Linked DNA regions of Anas platyrhynchos: all the other regions are linked to region 2. Evidence: chromatin contacts called from public Hi-C data. All regions are on one chromosome and are shown on one strand. The core of a region is the stretch at or near the end of the contact, and the rest is flanking DNA. Distances in the headings are between cores, read along the strand shown.

Region 1 (2,700 bases), core at 79-2,578, 94 kb before region 2:
TTCTTCTTTTTCTTTTAAAAATACGGTGGGTTACCACTCTAAACTACACGGCTGGTTATCCTCGGCAGGGAGGGTGCTTATGCAAAACTCATCTCAATTTATTCTGCTATAGTAATTAGGCAGAACTCCGTTCCTTGCAATATTTGATACTTCCTCGGTAACTTTATCCAGGGGAGGATATTCTTGTATTTCTGTTCACTCAAAAGCAGAGCACACACCTGAGGCAACAACTAACAGCGTCCCACGGCAAGAAAAGTGTTGTCACCAACTGTTTCAAGCCATGCAGAGGGGTTGGCTTGGATTCACCCATTTGCAAGAAAAAGCTGCTTTTTGTTGTTATATTATAGGCTGCTTTTTGTTGTTATATTATAGGCAAGCTTTCCACCCCTAGTTTCTCTCCATATTCTAGCTGCTGAGCTTGTGCTTTTGGCAATAAAATCCAATTCCACTCCATCTGGAGCCTTAAATCTCCCAATTCCCTCTTTATTCCAGATGCAGAGAGGGTGGTAGTTGCAACTAATGTGTGAGGAGTTGGAATACTTTTTTTTTCTTTCTGAGAGGTGGAAAAATCACTGATGAGTCCAGGACAGAAATCACTGCTCCTAAGTTCTTGCTGCCCTACAGCATCCCCTGTGTTTCCTTCCAGCAAGAGCCAGGAAACCCTAAAGCACTTCAGCTTGGGGTGTCGGATACCCTCTGTGCTTCTTCCATGAATTATCCTCCAGGATTAGGGTAAAACTTGAATTAAGCACGGCTTGGGGGTGGTGGAGGAGGGAACCCCTTTCCCCTGCACCAATTTGCCCGGCGGCTGAAGCCCTGTGCGGTGGCTGGTCCCCAGCAGGCAACGCAGAGGTATCTGGAATCTGGGGGATATTTCCTATTAGATTTGTTTAATAGTTTTGAGGTTGGTTAAATATGGAGTGACAAATTAATTCCAACTTAACTACTTCCCTCTCGGTCTTCCTGCCTCTTGCAGCTCCCCTGTTGCCCCGCTAAGCGAGACCAGCTGGCGGGATCAGGTTGGTTTGGCAGCTGCGATGGGTTTGTGTGCTGGTGGGTCTGTTCTCTGCCTGTTGGCTCCGTGCATGCCCATGTGCCATCTTCCAAGGAGCAGGGACAGAGGGGAAAATCCACCTATCTGAGGCTGGAGGATCTTTTCATCAAGCCCCTTTGAAAGGGTAAATACTTAGGGCTTTATTAAAAGGTTGGTCCAGACACCAGCTGCTGTGCCCAACCTGTAACCTCCCAGTGGGGGTGCTTAGCCCCTGCTCCAGGGCACACTCACCATTTTTAACCCTTTAGCAACTGGGTATCACCCAGGTGCACTGTGTGACCCCTGCAGCACCTGGGGTCCCTTTGCTTGTGGATCACAGCCGAGAGCAGGGATTTAGGGTCCAGACCCAGGGAGCCCCTCCTTGGGCAGGGTTCGGTGGCAGTCTCTCAGGTGATCAAGAGAGAGGGCCCCTGGGGAGTGGGGAATGAGATGAGGAGCAGGGAGCTGCTCTCCTGCAAGGCGTTTTGCTGTGTCTCTACCCTTAGCACCCTTGTGTTGTCAGCGCTGGCTGGGGCAGAGGGCAGGAGGAGAACTGCTAAAAGCCTGCCTTGGACTGAGCCAGGCTTTCAGTGAGGTTTAGGGCTGTGTTTCATGTTCTTCCTGGGCTCCCACAGCCTTTCTGTGTTTGCAGAGCTGTGTCTGGCCAGGTGCAGCTCCTGGCTCTGCTGTGGGGAGCAGAGCATAGGAAGGGGCAGGAGGTAGTGCTGGGCAGACACCCACCTCCACACCAACACTGCAAACTCTCCCACCTGAATATACCACTTCTAAGAGGGCATTCGTGCTGCCTGCATGTAGTGTATGTGCTCTGTAAGTAGGCAACGAGTTACATCTGCCTTTAGCTTCTCAATAGCTGCAAGAGAAGCCAAGAATCTGAACACAGTTCAACACCTGGGGATGCTTCTTTGTCCTGATGCTGGACCCCAATACATTTTTTGCAGCTTTGTACAGAGGTGTGACAACAACAGGTTTTATTTCCCTTACAGTAACCCATCTATCCATGGGTTCATCCTGATACTGCTAACTTGGTTTCTCTGGTGGACTGGAGGGAGTTTGGGGATGGGGTGGTCTTCATCAAGGTGGTTTGGTGGCCTGGCACTCACAGAGCAGCTGGGACCCGAGCTCTTGGGGCAGTGGTGGGAAGCAGCACAAATTTGCTTAGATTTTGTAGGTGTGGGGGCACAGGTTTGAATTATGACACAGCTGCTAAGTAGCTCTGTTGGGGTTTTATTATGATGACGATGATTTTTTTTGACAGCAGACTGTATGTAAGAGACACAGAACATGGCAAGGGTGGCACAGGAGGTCAGTAGTGAGCCCCCAGATGGTCCCCCACTTCTGACTGGAGGGGATGACGCATCAAACTACATAAATAAGCTAAGGCAGATGAGCAATAGCAATGGTTTGCAATGGACCCTTTCTGGCTATGCCTTCTGGATGCCCCCAGGTTGGACTCACAGCTGTAGGAATTGCTCTGGAAAGGCTGATTGTCACAACCCAGCTGCCTTCCTTTAATGAGAAACCACCTGAGGCTGACTCATTTTGTCCAGCCTGATAGTTGTAGGCTGGAACCGATTAAATCCTACGGACACTGGGAAACACCAAGAGTGTTGCTGCCACATCGGGAAGCAGTTTTTGGCCTTCATGTG
Region 2 (2,700 bases), core at 165-2,664:
TCATCTCCCTGACGGTCTGTGCTCAAGGCAGTGCTGAAAAAGAGGCATTTCTTCTTGACCACAGAGGTGATCTATCTACGTAACATGTGGCTGAACAATGTTTAGGCAAGGGACTGGGGTTTGTGAATCACATCCAGGTCTTTGTTTTATTCCAGGCTTCTGGGGAGAGTTTAAATAAAGGATTCAGCACTGGGAAAAAATAAATAAATAAATATATAAATAACAAAGAATAAAAAGACAGACAGACATTTGGAGCGTGGCACGGGGCCCTCTGCTCGGGCTGACCCAGTTACTGGGAGAGCATCGCAGGGAGATCCTGTTGAGCAGGAGGAACAAGCAGCCGAGGGCTGAATTCAGGCTGAGGGTAAACAAACCCAGCTCTCACCACGTGAGCGCTGCACGTTTCCACCTGGTCTCCGTCTGATCACGATCACCCAGAGCTGCAGCCGTCCCACCTGGCGCAGAAGCGGCAGCAAGGAGCGAGGACTCCTGCCCACCGCAACGCCAGGACACAGCATCCCCGCGGCTCGGTCCTGTGCCCACGGGGAGGAGGGCAGCTCTGCCCTGCAGCTCCCCGTGTACAAACAATGGGGAGGACAAACAAACCCAAAGTGCCAGAGGAAACAGCAGCTGCACCTCCTCGTGTTGTGTGTGTGGCTGTAGGGACACGAGGGCCTGGCAGTGCCAATCCACGCCGCAGCCCATGCCTGAGCCAAAGGGGCTGGGGCAGAGCCCTGCTCCCTCTTGCCATGGGTACAACCCTACTTTGCTGTATGGCACTGGTCAGGGAAATGCACCTCCTTCAGCTTGCCCCAGAGAAACAACTCTAGCCCCAACAAAACTTCTTTTAGGGTGGAGCAGAGAAAACACCCCAACAAATAGACTCAAGCTCTTGCCCACGTTCTCCCATCTGCTTGCACTGGGGCCCACCTGCAAGTGAAAGAACAGCTGAAATGCCTGTCCGTTTCCTGCTAATCAATCCTATTTTCCAAGTTTTAAAAATAGGCAGTAAAACAGTGCCCACAGGACTCTCCGTGCAGGTTGAAGTCCATGCACAGGTTGCCCTGGACAAGCCGGGCCAAAGTGCAGGTTTGATGAGACATCTCCAAACAAAACCGCTGGCAGTTGCTGATACCCAACCTTCTATCTTTCAGCTTGCTACTAATAACCTTTTACCAAAACTGATTTCAATTTAAAACCAGGCTGTTTACAGGAAAAGATGTCAGTGTGAACGTTCCCGAGATCTGGCTTTTGTTCCCCTGAAAACACATTTACTTCTAAAAGACAGCGTTTGGTAAAGCAAGTGGCTCGAGGTGTTTTGGCAGGAAGCCTCCCAGTTCTGACTCAGGGCAACACAGACAGCACAGAGGCGAGATAAACAAAAAGGGAGGTTTGGAAACGTGGGTTTAAATCAGTGTTTTGGCCATCACGGTGGCTCACAGCTGAGTCATGCAGCTCTTGCCCGAAGCACAACCACCCAGGGAAGCTCAGCTCTGACAAAAAAGTCGGAGACGTGATTTTCCGAACTGAGGGAGAAGCCAAGGTGAAGCCGCTGGATGCTCAGGAGGGGTCAAAGAGGAGAAAGCGGGTTAGCCACAGACAAAAAAAAAACACAGCATCCCTATCAGCAAGGCCAGGGAGAGACGCCGGCCCCATAAGCGCCCTCTCCCAGGTCAGCGCCCCTCGGGGCAGGGGAGGCGCCCTCTGGGCCCAGTGCATCGCCCCCAGAGCAGCCTCCCCTTCCTGATAAGAGCTGACCTTGGGACCGTCCCATCGGCCTCCAAACAAAGCAGACCTTCTGCTAGTCCTCACCAGCACCCTGATTATTTTCTGTCACGTCTCAAGGCAGTTCAGAAGCTCCTCTGCCAACAGACTGCAGCAGAGATGTCGTGGCAGACCAAAGCCCCATTTTGATTAGTAATCCCACACTCCAACAACAGCCTCCTCCCCTCCCCAAAACAAAATAGGAATTAAAAAAAAAAAAAGCTCAATTTTTCTTCATTATAAGCACAGAAAAACCTGGCCTAAGAAACGTAGAGCCTGAGGAACAAATGCAGCACTTCTCCTCAGATCTGAGCATTCCCCAAGCTCCTCCAGGGTCCTTGGCACCCTCCAAACCCTGTCCAGATCTGGTGCTCTTTGGGGTTAGCTCTGCAGCAGCTCCCCGGGATAGTGAAATTTTCAGCAAAGAAAGGAAAAAGAAAAGCTAAAAATCCCTGTTACTCATTGCACCAAAGGAAAAACAGATTCTTTCTCTTTTAACAAAACCTCATTATGATAGACAAAAAATGAAAGTTTGGGGAGAAAATGTGCCGCCTGCTGATAAGAAGTTTTTTTTTGTTTGTTTGTTTTTGTTTTTTTTTATTAAACCTACAAGGCTGGATTGAAACTTCCCAGCCTTTGCTGCTCCACTCAAGACTGCATCCACACAGTTTGAACTCCCCAGTCTGAGCAGCTGCAGACGATTTGCTAAATAGGCCTTCGAGCTGTGCCTGTGCCCTTCTCACCAATGTCCTCACCCCATGCTTGAGGGGCAGTGGAGACCTTTAGGATTTCCACTGGGCCACTGATGCCCAGTAGATGGGCATCAGAGATGCCCCCTTCAGATGTACACTCACGCACTTGGCACCCACGTCACACTCCAGGAGCACCCACTGAGGGCTCCCCTCTCCCCGCTGCCACCCAGAGCTGGACCCAGCT
Region 3 (2,700 bases), core at 165-2,664, 87 kb after region 2:
TCCTACAATTTCCTAAAACGAAAGCGCTCCCAGGAACGCCTCCTGCCCGGCCAGACCCCAACCCGCACCCCCTGACCACCAGCCGAGGGCTGGCACCGTCCGAAATCCGCGGAGAACCCCCGAGGGTGGCAGCTCCTGGGGCTCGGCTGCCACCCGGCCACAAGATTTGGGTCGCTGCTCCCTGCACGCAGCCAGCGGATGTCGAATTAAACCCGAATTAAAGCCGAATTAAACCCGAATTAAAGCCGAATTAAAGCTGAATTAAAACACGGAGGCGCCGGGGGGGGACCGAAGGCGCTGCCGTCGGGGCTGCGCATCCCCCCCGCACCCTGCGGGCTCCCGCACGGGGGCATCTGCGGGAAGCGGTGCCGCGATTTTTGAGCTTTTTTTAAAATGCTTTTTATGCTTTTCAATGCTTTTAATACCGCTTTTACCGCCTCGCCCGCCGCCGGCCGCTTTCCCGGCCCCTTCTCCCGTCCCCTCTATGAAATTCCCCCCCCGGGGGTCCCGCCCCGGCCGCGCTCCGAGGGTGCGGGAAACGGAGGCGCCGGCAAATAAATAATAAAAATAATTAAAAAATAATAAAAAATAATAAAAATGAAGCCCCGGGAGCGCGGCGAGACGAGCGGCGGGGAAGAAAAAAAAATTAATAATAATAAAAAAAAGCGTTTCTGTGCGATTCCAGCACTGAGCGCACCGAGGGTAACGGGGCCAGCGGGCTCAGGGCTTTTTGGGGGGGATTTTGGGGTTTTCCCTGGAGGCGGGGGGATCGCGGAGGGGCCGGGAGGGGCGCCCCGTGCCGTGCCCTACCTGTACCAGGCGAGGCCCCGCTCGTAGTTGCGGTCGAAGAAATGGGGCTCGGCGCCGACGGCGCGCACGTCGGGGTGCACCCGCAGGAACTCCAGCAGCGCCCGCGTCCCCCCCTTCTTCACGCCGATGATGACGGCCTGCGGCAGCCGCTTGCTGCCGGTGCCGTCGGTCAGGCTGGAGATGGGGCGGGCGGCCTCGGGCAGCCCCGGGGGCGGCGGGGGAGGAGGTGGGGGGGGGGCCGGGCCGCCCCCCGACGGACCCCGCGGCTCCGGGGAGCCCCCGGGGGCCGCCAGCCCGGCGCAGGAGCCGCCGCAGGAGTAGAAGAGGCAGAGCCAGAGGCCGAGCATGGCGCCCAGCAGCAGCAGCCGCCGCCGCAGCACCGAGGGCACCGCGCCGGGCACGTCGAGGCGCCGCTTCAGGGGCTGCCCCATGTGCCCGCGGCCGCTCGCGGCTGCATGGCTGGGGCGGCTCGGCTCGGCTCGGGGCCGCCCGGCTCGGCTCGGATCTGCCCGGCCCGGCCCGGCCCGGCCTCAGCGCGGCCCCGCGGCCGCCCCCTCGGCGCCCCCCGCCCGGCCCCGGCCCCGGCCCCGCTCTCGGCGGCGCCGCCGCGGGCAGCGCGGAGCCAAGGCGGAGGGGCGGGGGACGGGGTAGGGGAGGCGGGTGACGGGCAGAGGGCTCGGCCAATCAGCGCCGCGCTCCGCCGCTTGGCCGGCCCGGCCGCTGGGAGGGAGCGGCCAATGAGAGGGGAGGGGCGGGGAGAAGGGAGGGAGCGGGGGGGAGGAGAGGCGCTGATTGGCTGCGGCGCGCTGAGGGGAGCCGCGCCCGGGGCTGCCTCAGGAGCGGCCGCGGTACGGAGCGGGCGGCAGGGCGATAGGCGACACGGCCACGCGCTGTCGCGACAGGCGACGCCCCACGCCCGTGCTGCTCGGGTGCTGCCCTCAGCTCCCAAGTCCCCAAACCAACCCCCCTTTGGGTGCTGGGGGCTGCACCGTGCCTCCGCCGCATCTCCAGCCCTGCAGCCGGGGCTCCTCCGCCTGCTGAGCGCTGTTCTCCCCGCTCTGACCCCGCAGCCCCCAAATTTCGGAGCCCCCCGAGCCCTGCTGTGGGGTGGGGAAGCGGCACCCGCCCTGCCCCGGGCTGCCGGCACCCACCCCTGAAACAGCACCGCGGGGGGGGGGGTTCCTCAGGGGCTGTGTCCATGGGGTCTGCGCCTCGCCTCCTGCTGTAAAACCACAAAAAATGGGAGATTTAAGGGGATTTCAGGCCCGAGCCCACAGCATGAGATTTCTCCCCAACCCGGTGCGCCCCCGATCCCCGTGGGGAGCAGCCTGGCCCCAGCAGCCTGGCCAAGACACCCCCAGCCTGGGCTGCCCCCCGGGGCCTTCACACAAGAATGTTAACCTTTATCCCCAAACAAGATGTAATGACAAAATAGTAAGTTTAATTGCTAGAGGAAAGACGCGGGTTCAGAGGTCTCTCTACTGTACAGACACACAGGAGAGCCGTAGGACAGGATGATGCAGTTTGGGATTTTGCCTGTCAATCCGCATTGCCCTGGGTTCGGCACGGCTCCAGCTGCGGCCCTCCTGCAGGCCCTCGGCCAGGCTGGGATTCACGGGGACCCAGGACCATCCAGGCTGGGAAAGACCTTCAGGATCACGTCCAACCACCTACCAAGTCCCTCACTAATCACGTCCCCATGTCCCTCACTCCCCTGCGCTCACTGCTGCAGGGATTTCCCAGCTGGGGCTTGGGCACTCATGGCACAGGGTGACACTGGGGACATCTCTGCCATCGCCTCCTCCTCCTCCTCCTCCCCAAAGCACTCGGATGTGTGAGAAACAAAGTGGTATTTCTGCAGAAGGATGTGTTTGTGCAGTGATCGTTTCC

The links. A called contact is a pair of places that touch in the nucleus more often than the background predicts.
Region 1: a contact with region 2 is called in a Hi-C map of skeletal muscle, with 4 times the contacts expected there. The contact joins two enhancer-like sites. A contact is called at or near these places in 2 of 8 Hi-C or Micro-C datasets (F5 follicle and skeletal muscle).
Region 3: a contact with region 2 is called in a Hi-C map of small yellow follicle, with 4 times the contacts expected there. The contact joins the promoter of LOC101793969 here to the enhancer-like site in region 2. A contact is called at or near these places in 3 of 8 Hi-C or Micro-C datasets (F5 follicle, skeletal muscle and small yellow follicle).

The regions. Positions count from the first base shown.
Region 1 is chr19:10,268,344-10,271,043 of IASCAAS_PekinDuck_T2T, reverse strand. The region is part of intron 2 of LOC110353853 (a long non-coding RNA gene); the gene reads left to right. Among named protein-coding and RNA genes, the nearest start is that of PMP22, 120 kb to the left of the region's middle. Within about 2 kb of position 1,328, at least 1 of the 8 cell types and tissues checked has an H3K27ac peak or open chromatin away from gene starts, as enhancers often do.
Region 2 is chr19:10,174,480-10,177,179 of IASCAAS_PekinDuck_T2T, reverse strand. The region is part of intron 8 of LOC106019328 (a long non-coding RNA gene); the gene reads right to left. Among named protein-coding and RNA genes, the nearest start is that of COX10, 200 kb to the right of the region's middle. Within about 2 kb of position 1,414, at least 5 of the 8 cell types and tissues checked have an H3K27ac peak or open chromatin away from gene starts, as enhancers often do. A contact at or near this core is called in F5 follicle and small yellow follicle, where this site is marked.
Region 3 is chr19:10,087,689-10,090,388 of IASCAAS_PekinDuck_T2T, reverse strand. It overlaps LOC101793969 (heparan sulfate glucosamine 3-O-sulfotransferase 3B1), which reads right to left and starts at 1,414. Exons shown (of 2, transcript XM_027471236.3): 1 at 811-1,414. The coding sequence starts at 1,241.